2 separate regions of the Cricetulus griseus genome follow, and region 2 is linked to region 1. The links are chromatin contacts, called in public Hi-C maps. All regions are on one chromosome and are shown on one strand. Each heading gives the region's core, a stretch centred on a gene start, on an enhancer-like site or on the middle of the called end of the contact. The rest is flanking DNA. Distances are from core to core; before and after follow the strand shown. Region 1 overlaps Cast (calpastatin). Region 2 has its middle 38 kb from the start of Cast.

Evidence for each region. A called contact is a pair of places that touch in the nucleus more often than the background predicts.
Region 2: a Hi-C map of the CHO-K1 cell line shows a contact between it and region 1, with 2.6 times the contacts expected there. The contact joins two enhancer-like sites. A contact is called at or near these places in 2 of 8 Hi-C or Micro-C datasets (both in the CHO-K1 cell line).

Annotation. Positions count from the first base shown.
Region 1 is chr2:296,077,005-296,083,949 of CriGri-PICRH-1.0, forward strand. Cast (calpastatin) reads right to left here. Exons shown (of 31, transcript XM_035440460.1): 25 at 6,266-6,370; 26 at 4,673-4,765; 27 at 3,747-3,782; 28 at 3,142-3,234; 29 at 1,098-1,169. Among named protein-coding and RNA genes, the nearest start is that of Erap1, 45 kb to the left of the region's middle. Within about 2 kb of position 4,162, at least 1 of the 6 cell types and tissues checked has open chromatin away from gene starts, as enhancers often do. A contact at or near this core is called in the CHO-K1 cell line, where this site is marked.
Region 2 is chr2:296,204,923-296,211,867 of CriGri-PICRH-1.0, forward strand. No RefSeq gene overlaps it. Among named protein-coding and RNA genes, the nearest start is that of Cast, 38 kb to the left of the region's middle. Within about 2 kb of position 4,124, at least 3 of the 6 cell types and tissues checked have open chromatin away from gene starts, as enhancers often do. A contact at or near this core is called in the CHO-K1 cell line, where this site is marked.

The DNA of each region.
Region 1 (6,945 bases), core at 2,912-5,411:
CCTCTCAAAGAATGTCCAACTAATATATTGAACTGTAAAAACTCTATTATCTTCCTTAACTTTATAAATTACCTTCTGTCCTAGTTAGAGCTCTGTCAACTTAAGCACATGAGAAGGGATTGTCAGCTGAGAGATTGTTCAGTTCAGACTGCTCTGTGGGCATGTCAGTGGAGGACTGTCTTGACTGGTAATTGATGTAAGAGGGCCAAGTCCATTATGAGCAGCATTAATCCCTAGTAAGTGGGCCTGGCTTATATAAGGCAGCTGGCTAAGCATGGATCTGTGAGAGAGCTAGCAAGCAGCCTTATTTCCATGGTTTCTGCTTGAGTTCTTGACTTTTCTCAATGATTGGATGTGATCTGTAAGTGTAAACCAAATAAGCCCTTTTCTCCATTAAAGTACTTTTGGTTAGAATGTTTTATTATAACACCAGAAATCCAACTAGAATAACTTCCATGTTATAAAATCTATGTAAATCACATGCTCTGGTGGTACTGTAATAAAGCAAGAATGAAATGCCACTTGAATTGTGTAAAGAACACAATTCATTTATATTTTCAAAGCACAAGTTACGTAAAAACATTACATATACATATATACAATATGTATCCCTATCTTTAAAGCTTCAACTTAAGTAACTTCCAGAATCTTCTTTTTTTTTTTAATTTTATGTGTACTGGTATTTTGCTTGCATGTATATCTGTGTACATGCCTAGTGCCCCCAGAGGGCGGAAAAGGGCATCCTATCCCCTCTAACAGTAGTTACAGATGGTTGTTTGCCACTTGTAGGTGTTGCGAACCAAATCCAGATCCCCTAAAGAGCAGCCAGTGCTTTTTACAGCTCTGCCATTACTCCATCCCCCAAGTGGGGCATATCTATCTATCTATCTATCTATCTATCTATCTATCTATCTATCTATCTATCTATGCTTTGTCTGTCTGTCTATTCATTTTAGTAAGGCATGCTAGGGGATAGCTATGGCTTAAAAGTCTTTCCGCTCTAAACAGCTTACAATAACAAGCTAAATCATCAACAGATAAATCTTAATCCCTTGCAAGTGTTAAACTAACAATGGTATGTTTATGGCCATGTTTACCTTGGAGGAATCCTTTGTTTTCACTCCATTCTTGGGTGCTTTGGAATTTGAACCCATCTTCTTGCTCTTCTCCTAAAGCAATGGAAATGTAATGAGGCCACTGCCATCATCAATCTATGGAGACACTGGTCACCAGATGAATCCAGACTATTCTTGCTAACAGCCTGCATGACCCCAACTTAACTGAATAAAAATGTGTAGCTTGGTACTAATCTTTGAAATAACTCTGAATATACCCATATTTTAGTCAGTACATAAAAAAGGCTAATAAGAGAGAACCGTGGGTGACACTGGTGCTTAATATATCCCATTATTTCATATCAATCCCAAATATATACCTACAATTTTATTTTAGAAAACCGGAGGCTATAAAAAATTCAGAGCTTTTCTTTACTTAGGTTGACTTTTATGTGCCATGGAGGAAAGTAACAACAAAACAAACTCCTGTTTTCAGTGTTGCAGAGAAATGAATCTAACAATAGAAACTGTTACAGAAAGCTGTACTGCTTGCATACAAAAGCACAGTACATTTACCAAAAAAGTGGAAACAAAGGAAGGAATAGATTTGAATGGAGGGGAGAGAAAACAGGGGAGTAGAGGAAAGGAATGGGAAAATAAAGGGGGACAAGGAAAAATAGAGGAAAGCAAAGGAAAGGAGACAGAAACATCAGTTAGGCATTTCCAGAAGAGAGGCAGGAGGATGAGGGAGTCTGTAAATTCAATCACTTGGTGTGGAGGGCATGATGCCAAGCTGTGTTGAAAAGCAGCCAAAACAACAGCAAACAGACTGCAATACCCACACTTCCTTTTGTGTGACTTACAAGATGTGTTCTATAGGTTAAGTGCACCTCAACTGCTGAATTACACAGTTGTTTTCATTCATTCACTAACATACATTCATGGAACAAAACAAAGGGTTTAGTTTTTTACTCAGTTCAAATTACATGCTTTGAGCAGTTATTAAATATAAGCACCCTGATAATCTGGGCATAGAAATCAAATATACAACTGAGGGAGCAAAAATTAAAATTAATAAAAGTTTAAAAACTTAGGCCCTGAAAAGGGAACTTCTAATGGTAAAGGAAAATTTAACTCCTTAAATCAGGAGTGCCATGGCTGGTGCCTAATCCCCTGCTCTCAGACAAGGGGAAGCAACTGTCCACCACTCCTGTTAACATTCCTTTGCTAATTGCTGGTCTTAAAGATCCTCCCAGCCCAAGGAATAACTGACAGACCCTGTAACCCTGTAACCCTGCAAGCCCATGCCTGAATGTATCTCACTTAAAATATATAGCTACTGCTTTACTCTGTATTTTGTATGACCTTAAGTAACCATGGAAACTCTGAAATTTGTAGCCTTCAACCTTATGATCTGCCCTTTTAAAAGCTTCTCTTTTTGGCTGGTTGGCATCTCATTTGCCATGCAGTGAGATCCTAGCTGGCCAGCTTGAAATAAAATGAAACCTTTTGCTTTTGCATCAGAGTGTCAACTCCTTGGGTTAGTCTCTAGGCTCTACGAACCTGGCACAACACAACTACTGTATGCAGTGCCCAGCTCAAGGGGAAAGAGGTAGCTGGTGCTAGGTGACCATATGCAAGGAGAGAGTGTGCAAAGGCTGCTGGGATAGCCTGAGAGGGCACAAAGACCAGAAGTGGTCCTGCAGAGTCTGAGTCAGACAGCTGCACCAGGATGGGACAGGAGGAAACTCCAGAGAACAAATGAGCAGAAGAAGGATTAGGCGGTCAAAGACTGTCATAAGAAATGAGCACAGACTTATTGTCACTCACAAAACCATGTGACGAACAAAAATGTTGTCTTTGGAGGTTACAGGCCACATGCAGAACCTATAGGAAATGCTATCAATTTTGTAAAAATGTTTACTGACAAAGGCAAGGAAATATACCAAATAACAGTGCTGTAGGCAGTAGAATTGTAACTCTTCTATAACATTATTCTATTCATTCTACACTGTGAAAATTGCGTAGATGTGTATATACATGCTCATGTGTAGTTCAAAGAAATCAGTATGAAAAAGCATAGTACCTTTCCTGTATGCTGTGAGTTCTCTGTAGTTGAGGGGCAGCTGTCCAAATCTTGTGAGAGGGCATCAATGGGGTCCTGGTCATGATCAGGCTTCTATGATGTTAGCAGAAACACATGGAGATAACCATCTCACACAATTAACAGTAAGATATGCTTAACAAGAAACGCTCACTGGCATTTGTTTTCCTAAAAAGACTATACTATGTAAAGGATACATAAGGCAGGAAAACCTGAGCATTTTCATTTTCTTATATTCTTTCATTTTGGGGGTTAGGGGACAGTCTCATGTAGCCTAAACCAATCTCAAATTCACTACGTAACTGTGAACTTCTTATTTTTCTGTTTCCCTTAAAAAAGTTGGGGTTAAAGGCATGCATCACCATGCTTGGTTAATCTTACACTCTTTACTAAACGTTTTCTCACTCAGAAATCTGGTAATGTTTTTAAAAGGCTCTTGTGAGAAATAAATTAGAGTTAGTAATATAATTGCATATCTGCACACATTGGCACAGAACAAAAATATCTGACAAATTTTAGTTCTTTAAAGTTTAAAAGAAGGCTACATCTATACTAAGAACAATGGAAGTATACATTATGGTATTTACCTTTGATTTCTTTGTAGGTGGCTTCTCTGGTTTACCCTTAAAAACAAGGTAGATGTTTGTTTAACCACATATATGTATAAGCCAACTCCAAAGATTATCTTCAGACAGGAATTACATGTACCACTAACTTATAGGGCTTTTATCCATCTTAAGGCAAGGGCTAAATGAAACACCTCCAATGATGGCAAGCAAGATGATGTGGCAATATCAACATGAGGGATGGTGAATAATAGCAGGATACAGAATTGCCAGGAATACTTAATGTAAGTAAAATGAACAGCTCCTATTCCAGCAGGCACTGAGACTTTGGTCGGGGAGGGGCTTCCCCACTGAAGGCTTCAGAGTATACAGATGGAACTTGGACTTCTTGCTCCATTGATAACAGGCTTGGGAAGGATGACTCATCCATCCCCAAACAGAAAGGGGGAGGCAATCATTGTGGCTTAAGGAAACAAAAATTTAGGGACTGTGTAATGGGGAAACAGATGGGTGACTACAGAGAGGTTTTATCTGTCCCCAGGCACTGCATTATTGTGGGAGAAGGGAGATGGGCAGTCTTGTTTATTTGCCCTCTCAGTTTTTTCCACCACTGCACCTCATCTGGTCTCTTTACACACAGACTGCTTACTGTGACATCTCATTGCTTCAGTCATTTTTTAGAAACTTCTTGAAAAATTAACTATATATTTCTTGGGATAATTATAAAGAATCAGTAAGCATTACTCAGTGGTGTTTTTACAGCAGGACTCAGAACATGAGTAATAAGACTATCTCAAGAAGAGGGGTAGAAACCCTACTTGTCACCTCTAGGGGGACATTAAAAGTACTGTCATGATGTGTTTTTATGCACTGCAAGAGTGAAGTTTCCATTCACTTCCAGACAAGTTAGAGCAGTGACCTAAAATAGACTGTGTGCCTTAGTTTACCTGCCCGTCATCGTCCAGAAGATGCCTATAGTCAGGTGGGATGGTGTCTTCTCTTTCTCCCAGTTTTTCACTATGTTCTGCTTTAACTTTTTCCTATAAACATTGAAGAAATAAAAGGATGTTCATTTCCTTCTTCACTTACAAAATACACTACAGTTACTGTATTTTCCTGAAACAAAACATAAGAAACAGAGCAACAAAATGGATGGTAAGCAGAGAGCTGCTGAAAATGTGAATACCTATTTTCTATGTGTCAGCCCATATCTGAATTTTCAAATGAAAGGATCAAATAGTTACTCTCAGAAACTTTATTGGTAGCTAGAAGCCCAATGGAATGAAATGGTTTTTTTCTGATTAGATTTTGCTTTTCATATTAAAAGCCAGGTCTCCATGCCTTGGCACACATCGAGATAATATTTGTAATTCCATTTTAAAACACTGCAAAGGGGCAAGACAGAAGACACTGACACCTGAGCATACCCGCTGCTGAGCAAGCCATGGACATCCTGGTACCCCTCCCTATGAGGTTCCCTGGTCTTGATCACAGATTCTGTGGAGTACAGATTAATCTCTGTGCTGCATTACAATTTAGTTTTAAAAATATAGGTTAAGTTAATCTCAATAGTTACACAATGATGATAGAATGACAATTACAATGTCCTGCATCTTTTCAACATTGCTTCAGATGCTCAGAAAGTTACTTCTCTTATTTCTTCTATTATTCTCGTGTGCATGATTTGTGTGTGTGTGTGAGAGTGTGTGTGTGCATGTGTGCACGCCACAGCATGGGTATAGAGGTTGGAGAACAACCTTGAATGTCATTCCTCAATTTCCATTTTGTTTCATATAGGGTCTGTTGCTTTGCCAATGCACATACCAGACTAGCTGGTCCACAAGCTTCCAACTGCTCTCTTGTCTGTGCCTCTGATCTCTGTGTATGAGCTGGAATTATAGACACTCACACTACATGACCAAGGATTTGAACTCATCTTGTTAGGCTTGTGTGCCAAGCACTTTACTCACTGATCCATCTCCCCAACTCCAGTTATTTCTTGATTCTAATATATGATCAAGTCAGTTGCAATGGCTTGTTAAATATTGTGTTGTAAATATAAATGTTTATACACAGTGAATATAGTGCAGTTAGTTCATTATGTCCTTCTAGATATACTTCTGCTGAGTAAAAGTTCTCACATACAGTTTGAATGCAGATTCGGTTATACTTGCAAAAGAGGTACAGGGGAAATCTGTGCTACATGTGTAAGCTCTGCCACTATGAATTCAAAGGGTAGCCACTCAAGTATATGCCTTTGGGTAAAGGTCCTGATTCCCAAATAAGACCAGGAAAAAAATATTGGAAGAGGAAAAAAAAACTTCAAACATAGCTGTGCTTTCATTTTATAATTAAGTCTGGAAACAGGAATGTTTTCTGTAATGCCATCTGTACCCCAAACATAATCTTTAGTGAGAAAAAATAAATGCAAGCTACCCCATAAAACAGGACAACTAGATGGAGTGGCCCAGATGCTCCCCACCTCCAGACAATGCCAGGGTGTCTTTCTCCTCTGTGGAGGGGAGGGGATTATCTTTTACCTTTACTTTGTCATCTACTGGTTTGTTTTCATCTGGGTCAGGCTGTCTTTCCCCAAGACTGTCAGAGAGTTCATCCAAAGCATCATTGAGGTCTTTGTCTCTGTGCTAAAAGGTAAATAATTCTCAATTAGTTACAAGTTGGCCAAATTGTTCAGGAAAATCACCCAGGAACCCCATCATTTCAGTATGAACATCTAGGAGTAAGTCACAGGAATAGGCAGTGTCAGGGGACGGATATGCTGACAGTGGAAGAGACAAAGAGCAGTGCAAGCTTCCGCCTCCGCTAGACAGCTTGCTCATGAAAATACCACCAGGTTAAGGAAGTCTTTTGTTGGAAATATCAGGGGCTACAGACAAATAAGTGACCTAAATAGTACCTAGAGATTCCATAAACAAATTGATTTCCATTTTAATCCACTAATATAGTCAGACGGCTAGCAAGCAGAGTTCTCAGCAGAGCATGAGTATGTCTTTGGTTTTGTGGCTCCTCTAAGTGATATCAGATGGGGGAGGACATGACAAAGTACAGCCATAAAACTCAGAGCCATTATCCTGCCATTTCTTGTCACCTCACAGATAGGACTTGTCTCCCAGAATCACCAATCTAAGGCTTTCGGTAATACAAGGGGACATTGCCAGTCTTTCCAATAATTTTTCCTGTTTTCATTTGTGCTAGACAG
Region 2 (6,945 bases), core at 2,874-5,373, 130 kb after region 1:
ACACTGAATTCTGATACAGCAAGACCTCAAGCCTTACTTTCCTTTGTCTTCTGAAAGATCAGAATGTGAATGTACCTTTTAAGCATCAATGAAAAAATTAACTGAGGATATAACTTTAAAGCAATTCACCAAGTGTATGGCTCAAAGCAGACAACATATTTGGTAGCAGCTGTTATTATTGTTATTGACATTTGAAATCATCAACTCAAAGTCTCCATGCTCATACTTAGTATCACCTCCTATTCATTTAATAATATCTGTTTTAAACTTCACTTCACAGGTTGTCTTTGAGCTGATGGAAGAAAGTGGCACTGTGATTTGGATTCTGTGAGCTGTAAGATGCAATCACAATAGAAGACACAGAGAAGCACTGGTATCATGCCTGGGTGGGCAAGTGTGGCACATGTGTGCATCTCAGGTTCTCAGCCTGTAAAGGAGGATCAGTTGGGGTCCAGAGTTCTAGATCAGTCTGACAAAGTTTAAAGAAAAATATAAAAACTGGGCATGCTAGTGCACACCTGGTACCTAGTGCCTGGGAGCAGAAACAGGGCAACATAAGTTTGAGGTCAGCTTGGGCTACACAGTAAGTTCCAGATCAAATTGGAAAATGCACTTTAGCCCCTGCTATTGCCACTGCCCCTGGATCATCTTTTAGATGCTTCCACACAGCATAAGTCAACAAATGGGCACCCACGTATTGTGTTTTTAAAAATTGTTCTTTTCTCCTAAATAAAAAGGCTTGCTTATTTTTGCTTTGTTGTTTACAGTAAATGGATACCATGATTTTCTTTTTCTGACGTATTTTCCTAAGTGGGCAGGTGCTCTGCAGGGCAACTAGGTTTTTTATTCTTTTTTTCTGGTCAATCAGAATTAGGTATCTGGGGTCCTTCCATCGCAGAACTTAGCTGTTGTATTGTGCACCCAGCACTGACATTTCTCACTATTGCCTTCAGCTGAAGGATGTTTCATTTTACTGCCCAGATGAATGAGATTAAAACTCAATGTTGGGGAGGAACATGTACCTGAAGAAAAAAGCATCAGGACAGTGTATTTAGCATCAGGCTCCACACTGTACTGTGTGCATGCTACCCATTTAAAATAATGATGAATGAGAAATTGTAGCTCCTATTTGCATGTAGCAAATGACTGCTTTACTCCTGGTTAAAAATTGTTCAAGCCGGGCATTGGTGGCGCACGCCTTTAATCCCAGCACTCGGGAGGCAGAGACAGGTGGATCTCTGTGAGTTCGAGGCCAACATAGTCTCCAGAGTGAGTGCCAGAATAGGTTCCTAAGCTACACAGAGAAACCCTGTCTCGAAAAACCAAAAAAAAAAAAAAAAAAAAAAAAAAGATTTATGTTTCCATCAGCAATCAACCACCACTACATTACCAATTCTAAACCATAGGCTGAAATATCTACTTATCATTCTGTATATAGATGAATCCTAATCAATACATATTAGAAAAGAAACAGTCTCGGTTTTTAAGATTTCTTGGTTACTTGTAGAATTGATTCATAACACAGTCAAGGAATAACTATAACCCTATAAATAGATTCTCAAGAGAATATAAATATCTTTAAAACCCCAAGTGTGTAAACTTTCTGTACTGTAAGAATTTATAACCCTAAGACAAAGTATCTTTTAAGCATCTTGCTTGCCTATTGACCTAATAATTGAGCTCCAATATTAGCAGAATTCCATTCATTATTTTATTGGCCACTGAAGAGAATTTAGAGGAGTGTTCACTGAGAGACAGAGACCTTCAGGTACTGTGATCATGGCCATAGGGCACTTACCAATCAGTGACTGTGGGAATAACACCATGCGCTTAGGATTTGGTGCGTTTCCTAGATTTATTCTCCCTTTATTCCCCTGGTCTCCAAACATCGACTTTTATGAGGGCTACAACAAAGCCCAAGGAAACATTTTCCAAATGCCCTTTTTGTGTGTGTGTGTAAGTGTGTGTGTGTGTTGGGGGGGGTGTTTCGAGTCAGGGTTTCTCTGTATTGGAGCCTGTCCCCTGGAACTCGATCTGTAGACCAGGCTGGACTCAAACTCACAGGATCTGCCTGCCTCTGCCTCCCGAGTGCTGGGATTAAAGGCGTGCCCCACCAACACCCAGCCCAAATGCCTTTTGTGACGAATGTTGGAAGTATGATGGTTCTGTCACTGTGATGGAAACCTAAGAATTGCACAGAACTTCTGGAAGGTCAGCTTAAAGAGTTCTGGCCCTACCAGCAGACATTTCCTCCATCCATTTCCCTTACCTTAAAATACCTGTCATGTTTAGAGCTCCAACAGACTCCTGAGATCATAAAGTGACAGTAGGGAAGGAAAACAGCTCTAGGACGGAGACAAAGATGGAAGACACAGATCTACAATGCCCATGAAACTGCTACATCAGCGATAGACTGTGTTGAAAAGTAAACTCCCATCTTGCTGAAATGGCTACAATTGTATGCATACGGGCTTAGCTGAACTGATACAGTTATTAAGGCTTAGCTGAACTGATACAGTTATTAAGGGATCAGAGTTTCTGGTGTGTGGATTTAATGGGAGATACAGCCTTCAGTTGTGCAAGACAACAGAATTAAGATGCAAGCACTAACAATCTGTTTTTTGTTTGTTTTAATTGAACTCCCTGGTGACAGTTAATAACCCTGTTCTGAGACATTTCCAGGTGAAAGTTTGGAAGTATGAGGTGTAAAGAGTTGGAAGGGAGGGTAGAAGTTAAAAAACGGCAAAAGGAAAGTTAAATGCAACTGTAACATTTGATCTTGAAGACGTTCTTCTGATTTCTGATGGCTAACTGGCATTTAGGGCCTGGTAACTGTCTGTCTTGAAGCCATATTTGGGAGGGAATATGGCTTGAAGGCAAGCAAGGGAGCAGGGAGTTGTTTGCACTTAGGCAACCACAGCAGAGAGCCCAACCTTCCTACCTTGACAGCAGTGGCACCAGTACACTATGGCTGGCCTCATAGTCCTGGGTATCTAATATGCATCACCTTTAACTGAGTCTTTACAACTTCTAAATTGTGTTGATATTTTCTTCACTTAAAGTAGAAACTGAGGTGCATGAGATTATGCACACTCTTAAAGTCAGGCAGACAGTACGATGAGGAATGTGGATTTGAACAGAGTGACCATCTTCCTGGTTTTTCCAGGATTGAAGGGTTTCCTGAGATGTAAGACTTTCAGCTCTAAAGTCTGGAGAATGCCTAATAAGCCAGAATGGATGGTAACCCCAGCCTGACTACAAAGCTCTGTACACTACTTTTAGATCCAGGATGCATGAAGCACTGACAGACTTCCCAGGAAGGTAAGAGGCTCTGAACCGCTGGTTCTGGTCAGTCTGGAGACTGATCCTTCCTAGAGGTAGGCTCTGGTGTCAGGAGAGCAGGGCCATGTTGATGGGACTCAAGGCTTTGTTGTCTTCTGATTCCAAGCCAAGAACTCTCCTGTTGTTCCCCTTAGCCAACATCCTCAGAGAACTTTGTCCTATTTAGACAGGAGAGCTATATTTTCGAAGGAGAGAATCACTGGACTTTGTCTGCTTGTGTAAATGCCATTATGTCTGGCTGAAATTCTCTCCAAATCTTCCTCTCCACTTTAGGCACTGGGCAGGACTATTTAATCTAGTACAATTATTTTACAATATGTATTCATAAAGATATAAAGGTATACCTTTGAATAATGTCTGAGTTCATCCTTTCCCATCTTTGCTTGCCATTTGGAATGCTGACAATGGTATTTGTAGGTGCCTCCCAGTTAAATCTACCAAACAGTGGCCATCTAGGGTAGAGAATCCCTTACAGGAGTTTCTCCACAGGCTTCCAGGAATGTAGAAACTTTCTCAAAGTTGTGGTTCTGCTGTGTGTGTGTGTGTGTGTGTGTGTGTGTGTGTGTGTGTGTGTGTGCGAGAGAGAGAGTGTAGAGGATAGGTAATTTTTAGTAGATTCCCAGAAAGACTGTGGTCTAAAGATTAATGTAGAATGAAGTTGCAAGAATGTCTTTTAAAGACATCTTTGCTCTACAAAGTGATTCACAGTGGTAACCTGCCTCAGAGTATTAACTGTGACTCAAGCTGTGGCCTATCTGTGTCAGAGTGATAAGACAGAGGCGTGGTCAAAGCAATGCTTAGAAAATACAGCTATAGTTCCAGGTGGCAGTGCACCACACCCTGGGGTGTGCTCAGAACTGCAACCTTCAGACCCAGAGAACAAAACCTTGTGGTCTACAGCAGAATGCCAAAGGCTGTATCACTTTTCAGACCAGAAACTTGTCGTTGGATATTTGGTTTCTTATTTCTCATGTTATCTTCCAAAATGCAACTTTCCTCATAAATAATTTAAGGCACACTCACTGAATACTACATTTTATTTGGGTCAGAACATTAGTCCCAAGTTCATGTTATAACTGTACACTTTCTAGGTAGATGATGTTGATGTGACTTGGCCATCCTATGCTGCTGTTTACTTGTGTATAAGTGGTACCTCACAGAACAGTAGTGAGAGTAAAATATACTGACGTACTAAAGTTGACCAGCAGCACAGTCCATGCTGCATTAGCACTGACAGAGACTCTGTTTTTGAGAGGCTGTGACAAGAGGCCAGAGGTCCTACCTTTGGAAACTTGCTCTGTCTGACTCTTTCATAGGACTGTAGAATGGAGTCAGGGCTATTGAGGAGGTATCTTAGGACACTACTCAATGGAAGATCACTTATGGGCTAAGAGGAACACCTTCTAGAGATACAGATGAAGAAGAAATGCCTCAAGACTGAGGCATTTCTTGACAATTGATCTGTAAAGAGCAGTGAACTTCAGTGGCGTGTTCCCTACTTCCCCTCAAAATATGAGCAAAAGCAGGGATCCTTAAACTGTATGGTTCTTTTCTCAGGACTATATTTCTTGTCTGGCTACTCTTATGCTCAGGAGCCTGCCTGCCTGAGCCCCAAGAACCAGTGAGCACTCCCCCAGCCCTATCAATCTTAGCCCCTGCTCCAGTTTTCTGTTCTAGCTTCTCCACACCACTGCATTGTGAAGAAGTGCTCTAGACTGTGCTAGTACAGTTTGGGAGACAGCCTGGGGCTGTACACACCAGTAGAAGAGAGGTTACTGCAGGATAAGGCCTGAAGAGAAGGTGAGACCTGTCCAGGATTACAGAATGTCACTAAGCACAGTAAAGGCCAGTGCTGGAGCCTCCTCACACACAGGCTTATGCTGGAGACTAGTCTCAGTAGTTCATGGTACTGGAGTGTTTTCACTTGACTAAGCTTAGTGTGAGAAAGATTAAGGAGTGCTGGATTCCTTTTAATAATTAAAACCCACATATCATCATCATCATCATCATCATCATCATCGTTATTAAAGAGAAGAATTGAAAAAGGACAATGTGGTGCTGCTGGGGACACCCATCCTGGGCTCTGGTATGAAGCTGGTTGGTGATCCTCTTCATCGGGACTGGTTTCCTGCATTGGGCCTGGTTTGCTGCATAGGGACTGGCTGCAGGTCCTCTGGGGTGAAGTTAAACATCCCCTTGAAGCAAGCTTGGTTGACCTGAATCCTAGCCCCTAGGACTATGGGCTCTGGGGTGAAGCTGACAGCCCTCTGCATCAGGACTGGTTTCCTGAATCTAGGGCGGGACTACAGGTTTCTTTGCTTGAGTAGCACCCCTGACCCCCCAGTAAATGACTCCTTTACTCTTCTCATCTCCAACCGAATGTTTCAAACGTACCTCCCTGTCTCTGCGAGGCACCAGCACCATTATGAAAAGCAGCCCAGGGAAATCGAGATTTCCCTTCTCCTTTTCAAGTTTCTTGACAAGGTTTCTAGGGAAAGCTATGAGTATATCTGTGGCAGCAAAATACTTGTAATGTAAACACACTGTAAACACAAGTGCTCTTTTGGGCAGGCCTGCAGAGGCAGCAAGAAAGAGTGTGAGGCCCTGAGTCATGGCCCTGGCATAAAGCAGTCAGTCATCTGCCAATAGCCTGCCTTTCACCCACAAAACAACAGGAAGTCATTAGAGTTAAAATAAAGAACTTCTGCTGCCACCTGGTGGAATTTTCCCATTAGTCAGTTAGCTGCTGCTGCTCCTCCCTCCTCTTCCTCCTCTTCTCTTCTTCCTCCAACTCCTTCACATACAACAGATTTCTAATATTTTTTGAGATTATAAGATAATGACATCATTTCCTTTTCTTTCTTCCACCTCATACCTTTGGTTCTCTTTGAAATTTTATGGCCTCTTTTCTATAATTGTTGTTGTGTGTGTATTCTCAAATACAAAAATACAACCTGCTCAGTATCAGTTCATATAATGTTACTTGTGTCTTATTTTCAGGGCTGATTCATTGCTGTTGGATTACCAATTGTTATGTTCTTCTTTGGGCAAGATTATGTCTCCCATTCTCAGCATTCCCTAATTGCCTGCAGTTCTTTGTTTGGGGTTGAAGAAACCTGAGGGTGCCCCTTACACATTATAGAGTCTATTGCTGTTTTCATCATTATTTAGGTCATGTTTAGGCAGCTATTTTGGTGGAACTTCATCGGTGTAGCTCTTCTGTTCATTAAAATGGTTCTTGAAGTGAGTTCATAGGGCCCACAGCATCTGTGTTATTTCACTCCCCCAACTGGAATATTATTAGTCATTTTTTACCTTAGTCTTGTTAGTTATTAAACGGGAAATCAATAGGGTTGTGATTTAGACATAACATCTAAGTAAGAAACCATAACATTAAATAACTTAAAGTGGCAAGTATCAAATCAAACAAAAGAAGCAAAATAATAAAATAGTTTTGTAGTTGCTGAAGACATATTTAAGAATCTCCAAATGCAGAGAAACTCAATGCAATTCCTCTAAAATCGGGGACAAGAAAAGGCTGTCCACTCTCTCCATACCTCTTCAATATTGTCCTTGAAGTTCTATCTAGAGCAATAAGACAAC